Linked DNA regions of Podarcis muralis: region 2 is linked to region 1. A link is a contact called in public Hi-C data. All regions are on one chromosome and are shown on one strand. The core of a region is the stretch at or near the end of the contact, and the rest is flanking DNA. Distances in the headings are between cores, read along the strand shown. Region 1 holds the start of PTTG1IP (PTTG1 interacting protein). Region 2 holds the start of TRA2B (transformer 2 beta homolog).

Region 1 (4,745 bases), core at 1,237-3,736:
AAATTCAGAAATGGCATCCCTGTTATCCCAAGACCACACAAGGAATAGCCCAGAACGAACTACAGTGGTACCTCGGGTTACATGCGCTTCAGGTTACAGACTCCGCTAACCCAGAAATATTACCTCGGGTTAAGAACTTTGCTTCAGGATGAGAACAGAAATCGTGCTGCGGCGGTGCGGCAGCAGCAGGAGGCCCCATTAGTTAAAGTGGTGTTTCAGGTTAAGAACAGTTTCAGGTTAAGAACGGACCTCCGGAACAAATTAAGTACTTAACCCGAGGTATCACTGTACAACAGCCAACTTTGGACTTGCAGTTTCTCCAGAGATCTGAAGTTCCCACATTAACCATTAGCACTCTTTATACAATCAAGTGATCAAAGTGTGCTAAGGAGCAACTAATCTGTATCACATGGCTGGATATCAGGAGTTTTGCTACAACTATTTATTGCCTGGCAAACACATAACATTAGCTCACTGAACAAATGAACTCAGTCTCAAATTCAGAGACTAAAGAAACCAACCTTACTCACTTATGGTAAATCTAATGCTTCAGTTCCAACTTAAGGAATGCAAACGAACAAGAACAGAGACCAGACACTGACTACACCAGTGCTTTCTCAAGCCGCTAAATCCAGTAGTTTTTTAGAGCTGTCACCAGTTTTCATAAATCTTAGGCAATCAAACTTGCATGTGTGTAAAAAATTACAGTGGTACCTCGGGTTAAGTACTTAATTCATTCCGGAGGTCCGTTCTTAACCTGAAGACCACTTTAGCTAATGGGGCCTCCCACCGCCAGAGCACGATTTCTATTCTCATCCTGAAGCAAAGTTCTTAACCTGAGGTACTATTTCTGGGTTAGCAGAGTCTGTAATCTGAAGTGTATGTAACCTGAAGCGCATTTAACCTGAGGTACCACTGTAGTTAGGGACGCGGGTGGCGCTGTGGGTAAAACCTCAGCGCCTAGGACTTGCCGATCGCATGGTCGGCGGTTCGAATCCCCGCAGCAGGTTGCGCTCCCGTTGCTCGGTCCCAGCGCCTGCCAACTTAGCAGTTTGAAAGCACCCCCGGGTGCAAGTAGATAAATAGGGACCGCTTACTAGCGGGAAGGTAAATGGCGTTTCCGTGTGTGCTGCGCTGGCTCGCCAGAGCAGCTTTGTCACGCTGGCCATGTGACCCGGAAGTGTCTGCGGACAGCGCTGGCTCCCGGCCTCTAGAGTGAGATGAGCGCACAACCCTAGAGTCTGTCAAGACTGGCCCATAAGGGCAGGGGTACCTTTACCTTTTTACCACTGTGGTTCTGAAGCAGGAATATGTTGTGGGAGGAATTCCCTTTCATGTGAGAAAAAAGAAGCCCCCTTTTAAGATAAGTTTTCCATCTCTATTTTTAAAAATAATGACGATGATGCTTGGATTCAAGACACATTGTGGGGTGAGGTGGGCAGCCAATCTGCAATGTTGCTGAGGCACCCTTTCACATTGCAGCCCTTAGGTTATAGAGCATAGGCATAACCATGACTTTGGGGGGGGGGGGACGGGACCTAGGTATCTGGTCAGTTAAGTACGGTATTTTAACATGGGGGGCAGGCTTCATGTTGGGGGGGGGGTCATAACCTCAGTTAAATATTTTCAATCCTTTACAGTACTGTACTTGACTGGGGAGGCAGGTGCCCCCCCTTGGCTACGCCCATAGTTTATAGGCTTTGTCCCCGCGCATTCCCACCGCTGCGTTTCGAACGGGCTTTCCAGGTATCGCGCGTACGGGGCCATAAAAACAAACTTTCAGGAAAACACTTCGGATCCCCGGCAACGCGTCACAGAGGGCAATAAAGCTAACAAAATAAAACAAATCACGGCAAGCCCCGGCGCCGCCGCTCCTCGTCGGAAACGAGGCGCTGTTTTGGAAAGGGGAGAGGAGAAAGAACGCACGGGCCCTCCGGGGGCCACACCGGAGAGCCGCGCGATCGGCGTTTTCAAGCGGCGAGGGGCGGGGAAAGGAGCGGGCCGGGGCTGCCGAGGGAGACTACCGCGGCTGCCTCGGCCGCCCACAACTCCCTGCCCCCGAGGGGCGCCACGGCCGAGGTCTCTCACCTGCTTGCTCCCCGGGCCCGGGCGTGGGGGCTCCGCGGGCGACAGCGAAGAGCAGCGGGACGCAGAGTAGGAGAAGCGGCCGCGGAGAGGCTCGGAGGCAGTGGCGGCCCATGGCGGAGAAAGCGCCCCGCAAAGCCAGGCTCCCTCTTCTTCTGGCGCCAGGAAACACTCTCTCTCTCTCTCTCTCTCACACACACACACACACACACACACACACACACTTTTCTGCTTTCACTGCGCTTCTTTCTCCTCAGTACTCCGAGTTCAACAGGAAACAAACACACCCACACCCGCCGTGACACACGCACAGTCGCGCTCTCGAGCTCAGGCCGGTCTCCACCCGCGCCCTCCTCACTGACGGGGCGGGAGCGCGCGCTGGGCGGGACAACAGGGCAGCTCCCCCCCCCCCCGAAAGGTGGGGCCGAGGGAACGCGCGCTCCCGCAAGGAAGCCGTAACCATCACAACCGCGCCGAAGGACGAATGCTACACTGCTGCTGGCAAAGCGCTTTCTAGGTGCCGCCCAATCGCGCGCGCTCTCCCTCTCTCATCAAGGCTCTTTGGCGCCCCTCATCATGGCCGCAGCAGCGGCGGATAGCAGCCGTTGGGAGTCCAGGCGTTCCCTGTTCAGATTACTGTACCGGCATTTCTGCGATGCGCCCTGTCCTCTCGCGCGCGGAAAGGAGGAGCAGAAGCCCGCCGCGCCGCCGAATTGAGTGACTTGGGGGGGTTTACACAGCATTGTGATTGCACGGGATGGAAGCTGCCTTGCACAAGTCTCCCCCTCGTTGATCCGTCTAGCTCAGTGACACTTCAAGGATTTAGAGAGGAGTCTTTCTTTCCCAGCTCTACCTCCTTGGAGACACACAAGGGATTGAAGTTGGGACTTGGGGCTCGCGAAGCACGTGGCAAGGCTTGCACTGCAATAGCATAAAGCAGTGCGGAGTCTTTCTCATCACATTTCCCTGATCCATTTTAAGGGGGTGGGGGGTGACACACACGGGGTAGGGGTGCCAGGGACCAAACTACAGACCTTCTGCACGAAGGTAAAAGGAGCCTCCTCCATAGCCCTCATCGTGACTAATAGCTATTGAGATTAACTTGTCCTCCGTTAATTTATCTAATCCTCTGAAAGTCATCCTAGTTGGTGGTCCTCACTGCCTCCTGTGCAAAGCTTGAACTCTGTCCCAGATCTATGGTACCCCTCGTCCCATTTATATGTCTCTTACCCAGGGCAAGTTCTGTCAGACATCAGCTTTTGTGCTGCTCTGGTTTTAATCATCGTTGATTAAAGTAATCAGCCTTGTTGGTCCATTGGGAAATATCCAAACAGCAATAGTTGCATAATTTGAGTATTAGGACCAATTAAAAATTAAGCAAGCTTTTGAGGTCACCAGTACTCTTCTACAGGGTAGTTGTTAAATAAAAATATATATATATATACTGCATGGTGCTGGTGCCAATTTCAGGTGGGGAGTTTCAGCATCCCACCACCTAGGTGGGTCCTTTATCCTGGCAGGAATGCGGGTGACGCTGTGGTCTAAACCACTTGAGTCTCTTAGGCTTGCCAATTAGAAGGTCAGCAGTTCAAATCCGTGCAACGGGGTGGGGTCCTGTTGCTCTGTCCCAGCTTCTGCCAACCTAACACTTTGAAAGCACACCAGTGCAAGTAGATAAATAGGTACCACTGTGGCAGGAAGGTAAACGGCGTTTCCATGCGCTCTGGCTTCCGTCATGGTGTTCCACTGCACATGACCTGGAAAGCTGCCTGTAGACAAACACCGGCTCCCTCGGCCTGAAGCGAGATGAGTGCCGCACCCCATAGTCATCTTTGACTGGACTTAACCATCCAGTGGTCCTTTACCTTTTACCTTACCTTTTGTCGTGACATGGTGGGCTCCCTCTGCTCCTTTCTTCAGCTCTCCATCCTTCCCTGATCTTTGAGAGTGGCAGGCTCAGCAGCAGACAGAGAGGTCAGTCTAGCAGCAACTATTGCTGGTGGTGCCTGCCATCTCAATCCTCCGGGACCCTGATATAAGCATTATGCTGGAATAAGGCAACCAAAGCACTAGAAGCATTGTAGCGGAATTTAAACGGGTGCCTCCTTGTGTGTGTGGAGAGACAGAGATTCCTATAGGGGTTTTTTTTGGGGGGGGGGGGTTGTCAGAGCAACAATAAACTGAGCAGCAAAACCCAGTTTTCATATGGCAAAATGTGTTAGAGAGAAATGGAAGTCAGCCATTGCAGTTACACCATGGTGTCCCCTTCCATATTTACATCTGGATCACAAGAAGAGGTGTCGGAATAATATCTACTTTGTTATATGAGGTTAAAATAGTAATTGTAACAACAGAGATTAATTTGTCCATTACAATATTAACAGTAAAAAAGAAAGAAAATAAAAATGACCACACGATGGTGCCATCATCTTGAAGTATATATAAAAGCCTGAAAAGAACATGTTAGCTAACTTGTTTTGAAGACTGTCTTCCAAAAGCTATTTAACAGCCCCCCTGGGAAATTTTTGGAAAGGCATAAGATTTCAGTCAGTGCAGAATTCACAATGGTTTTTAAAAGTTTATTTTTGTTGTGTATGTTTGGTTTTTTGAAGAACTGTGGGCATTTCCAGGTGACCTGGAATACTGAGCATTCATCTTAA
Region 2 (4,944 bases), core at 2,274-4,773, 280 kb after region 1:
GTGAATTTCAGCCAGCTTACACACACAAACATCAGCCTGCTTCAGCCTTGCGGCATCCACTGGCTTTCAAATGCAAACTTCACCGGTGTCTACTCACCAACATCTACCAGCTTCTACCAGGTCCACTGCCAGACATCAGCAAACTTCCAACTGTGGGTATCAGCTGCCTTTAAGCTGCAATCCCACTCAGCAAGCAAACTTGCCTTCTCATTGCTCCACAGCTGGATGATCGCCACCATCCATTTGCCAGTTTGTCTCCAACTGGAAGTAGACTGTCCAGTGCTGAATGCCACAGCTGTTGCCCACTATGTTATCTTGGGGGGTGGGGAGCTTTTGCCTTGGCTTTTCTGTTGGTCCACCTTTATATAGCTACTCAGCTCCCATGTGCTTTTGTGACATCACAAGCAGTCCACAGCCAGTGGGAGCCGTTGAGGAGGAATCATCATACAGTGGTGCCTCGCAACACGAAATTAATCCGTTCCGCGAGTCTCTTCGTCTTGCAGTTTTTTCGTCTTGCGAAGCACGGCTATTAGCGGCTTAGTGGCTATTAGCGGCTTAGCGGCTATTAACGGCTTAGCGGCTTTAAGAAAAAGGAAACAAACTTGCAAGAACTCGCAAGACGTTTCGTCTTGCGAAGCAAGCCCATAGGGAAATTCGTCTTGCGGAACGACTCAAAAAACGGAAAACCCTTTCGTCTAGCGAGTTTTTCGTCTTGCGAGGCATTCGTCTTGCGGGGCACCACTGTAACCTCTCCAGCCCTCAGCAGTTCAACTGCTTGTTTATGACTCAAAAGATGTATGGCCAGGGAATAGCACCCCATAAACCCAGGGGGTAAGGTATTTTTCAATGGCTGCAGCCCTTTGTGTCAACATCCCAGGTAACACATGCCAGGGAGTGGGGAGTTAAAATGGGGAACAGAGTGATGAATGTGACTCTTACTTTGTACAGTGGGCTCCATTCCAGAAATTTCTACACCACCACCTACTCTATCCAGTTACACAAAAGGCACAATGGCATTTAAGGGAACATCCTAACCAGGCAAAAGCACTCAAGGAGGGGACAAGATGTCCTTAAGGCCTCTGTATGCCATTTCTTAGATCAGGTCTGTACAGCCTGTAAGCCTCAGTCTAATTTAAAAAATCATCTGCAAGTTCAGACCTCTTTCAAGGACAATCTGTCCCCTCTCCAGTAACTTGCTGGGCAGAGTGGGAGAGAGAAAAGGGGCGGGGATAGTGTGGTAGAAAGAGTAAAATGGGACTGCAGCTGAAAAAAGACTGCCTACCTGCCTTAGATGGATAAGCTGATGGGAGTTGTCCAAAATTTCTAGAGGGCACTAGGTTAAGGGAGATTGTGCCATACAATGCTGATGTGTATATTATTCTATCTTTGGAAATATGGGCTGACTGCACATTATGCAACAACCTTAATGAAGCGAAGCACATGCGAGTCTCCTCAGTGCCTATATGGGAACCTTCAGAGCCCCAAGTTCTATTGATGAAAGATGGATTAATGAATAAATAAATGTCCTATTTTTGCCATTCAATTACTTTTTATAACCCAGTTCAACATGATTTGTTTGAAGGTTGGATCTTGGTTTCTGACAGGTGTTATCCAGGATACCAAAGTATTGCTGTGAGTTTATGGCCCTAAGTAGTGTCCTTAGTGTAACAAAGGAAGTGGCTTTGTGTCAGAGGACAAGCGAGTAGGGGGGCCCTCCCTCACCTGACTGGTAGTTAGAAAGACAAAGGCCAGAGCTGTGTGCCTGTCACCTGGGCTAGAAGCAGGCAGAAGCCAGAGAGTAAGACCCATGCTTGATTTCTTTGGATTCCAAGGCTGTGACTGGTAGAAGCAAGACCTCCTTGAAATGTTGATGCTGAGAGCCCCTCCATCATAGGCTCAGGTTGTGTGTATGTATATATGTATGTGTGTGTGTGTGTGTGTTGGTCCACCTTTATATAGCTACTCAGCTCCCATGTGCTTTTGTGACATCACAAGCAGTCCACAGCCAGTGGCAGTAGTTGAGGAGGAATCATCATAACCTCTCCAGCCCTCAGCAGTTCAACTGCTTGTTTATGACTCAAAAGATGTATGGCCAGGGAATAGCACCCCATAAATCCAGGGGGATTTACACACTGTATATCTGTAAGCAGTGCTTTTTTTCTTTAAAAATGTTTAGGGGTACTCTCATTTTGACTCAAGAAAATCATCATTTTATAGTTCAAATCAGGAAAAATAAATACAGTAAATAGACATAATAATAATAATAATAATAATAATAATAATAATAATAATAATTTATTATTTATACCCCGTCCATCTGGCTGGGCTTCCCTAGCCACTCTGGGCGGCTTCCAAAGGAATATTAAAATACTATAATACATCAAACATTAAAAGCTTCCCGAAACAGGGCTGCCTTCAGATGTCTTCTAAAAGCCTGGTAGTTGTTCTCTTTGACATCTGGTGGGAGGGTGTTCCACAGGGAAGGCGCCACTACCGATAAGGCCCTCTGCCTTGTTCCCTGTAACTTGGCTTCTCGCAGTGAGGGAACCGCCAGAAGGCCCTTGGTGCTGGACCTCAGTGTCCGGGTAGAACGATGGGGGTGGAGACAAAAGTACAAAGATTCACAAAATGTTTAGGGGTATGCATACCCCCGAGTTGTCATCATCCCCTGAAAAAAGCACAGTATGTAAGTAAATCGTATATCCTAAAGGTACCACTCTCTCCTCTATCCCTCATTCCAAGTGTTATAAGAAAAACTGCTCCCTTTCCCTTATGGGTTTTTCCGTATAAGTGGGTTACCTATCGGTAGGAGAAAACAACAGAGGCCAACCATAGTATATTTAGAAGCAAAGTGGCTAATAAGCCTGATCTTTATTAAAGGAACTGTTGCTTACTCTGTAGTCCAAGACCGCCCCCAAAAACATCATACGTACATCACAGGAGGCGATCCACAGCAAAAATCCTGCCTGCCAGGATACCTAATAATGGTCACTGGTTGCATTACCTGGGTAGTCTGGCCATTCTTTTGTGATGTTTAATATTATTAGGATCTGAATCCAGGTCACAGGCTCACCCTATTCATACACAAATACGCCCTTAAGACAGGATTTGCAAGCAAAAAGACAATGGGAAGGCTTTCTCCATTTGCCTCCCTTACTGCAGAGGAATATTTGAGATCACTGGGAGAGTCAAAATGGTTTCAGGATTGCTCTCCCATACTATTTCAGACACATGGCTCATATATTTAGATATGTGTGCATTTATGAGTATTTATTCTATATTTGAGACCTTGAAATTCTTGTAAGACAAGGAAACCGAACCCCTGGAATCCCGCAACTCTCAAGACTGGGGTGGCGAGCAAGAGTGTTCACAATAGCAAAGACCAAGGCCACGAGTTTATAAAATGGTATTGAAACTCAAAACAACGGTGACTGCGAAGTAAAACACAGGGGAGACGACCCCCAACCCCTCCGCGCGAGCACACAGACGACACGCGCGCGGGTGCTGAACTGGTCACAGCTACTCGGCAGGGCGATCACTTACGCCGAGCGCCACCAACTATCGCGGGGCAGGCTCGCTTCTCCCCCGCCCTCCTCCTAGCGCCGGAAGCTCCGAGCGAGACGGCGGGCGCTCGCTCTCGCGCGGAGGCGGGGCTTCTGTGACGTCGTCACTTCCTCTGCGGAGAAGGCTCGCGAACGGACGGTTTGGCTGTAGCAACCGCGGTCGGCGTCCAGCGCTGCGAGGCGGGAGGATGAGCGACAGCGGGGAGCAGAACTACGGCGAGCGGGTAATACGCAGAGCCTGGGAGCGCAGCATAGGCGGCCCGCTTGGTGGAGAGACGGAGCCGGGCCTTGTTTTTAGTTCGTTCCTCCCCCTCCCCCCCACTCCTCCGGGCCGGGCGCGAAAAAAACTGCCTTTGGGATGAAGGTACACGCGGGGCGGGGAATGAGGAGGCGGGAAGCGGCTTAGCGGCACCCGCTGCTTATCTCCCTTCCGCCCCCCCCCCGCCACTTTATCGCGCTGCGTGTCGGTTTGGCGCGAGAAAATGGCCCGCCGTTTCCTGCGAAGCGGTTGCGCTCTGACGTAGCGCTCCGCGGCGAGCCCCACTCCCGGCGCCATCTTGGGGCTGGTGACCCGAATGAGCGCGCCGCCGCGGGGACAAAATGGCCGCGCAGGACTTAAGAGGAGCGGGGATGCGAAAAGCGCCTTCGTCGCCTCGGCTGCGGCTCCCTCTAGAGAGGGAGAGAAAGTGGCAGGGCTCTGGCCCCGGCGATGCTTCAACCCAGAAAGAGGCTAACGCGGGAAAGAGTCCGGCCCTTTCCGCAGCCTTGCTAACGTGCTTGGGACTCTGCACCCGGGCGTGCGGAGAGGATAGCTGCACCAGTCTCGATTGGCCTGGATGGCAAAGGGATCGTTCCCGTGACGCTTCTACGTTGAGCTTAACGGTCGCACTCAGCATTTCACGTGGAACAAATTTCTGGCTATCGAATAGCTTCCAGTGTACTTTATTTAAAATAAACAGGCCAAAACCTTAGGGTATCTTAACGAATGAAAACATTTTTTTGCGGTTTTTGCTTTCATGAAGTCCACAAAACCTTATGCCATAATAAAGTGCAAAAGAACTTTTCTAATTCAACAGGCTAACTTGGGTACCCTAAATGCTTAATGGAAGGTACTTTTTTGAACGGGAACTTTAGAATAAGTGGAGCATTAGGTTTCGTTGAGCTAATTGGTCAAAGTGCTGGAATCTGCATTTCAAGTTGCACTGTGCTCTTTAGGTTATGTGTGTTATAAGCAGTAATAAAGACCCCAGTCCTGGAATGATATTGCTGAATTTCATGCAGAGGCATAAAAGCTTATGCAAGAAAATACTTTTGAGTGTGTGCATCAAGTGATAATGTATGATATAGTGATGTCTGTAGCTTATACAGACCAACTTTACAG

What was found. Hi-C and Micro-C count contacts between places; a contact is called where the count stands out from the background.
Region 2: a Hi-C map of blood shows a contact between it and region 1, with 6 times the contacts expected there. The contact joins the promoter of TRA2B here to the promoter of PTTG1IP in region 1. A contact is called at or near these places in 2 of 3 Hi-C or Micro-C datasets (blood and tail).

What each region holds. Positions count from the first base shown.
Region 1 is chr6:38,282,395-38,287,139 of rPodMur119.hap1.1, forward strand. PTTG1IP (PTTG1 interacting protein) reads right to left here and starts at 2,487. Exons shown (of 7, transcript XM_028731841.2): 1 at 2,089-2,487. The coding sequence starts at 2,200.
Region 2 is chr6:38,562,694-38,567,637 of rPodMur119.hap1.1, forward strand. It overlaps TRA2B (transformer 2 beta homolog), which reads left to right and starts at 3,524. Exons shown (of 9, transcript XM_028730835.2): 1 at 3,524-3,787. The coding sequence starts at 3,752. It overlaps LOC144327980 (a long non-coding RNA gene), which reads right to left and starts at 3,628. Exons shown (of 2, transcript XR_013393170.1): 1 at 3,544-3,628; 2 at 2,277-2,668.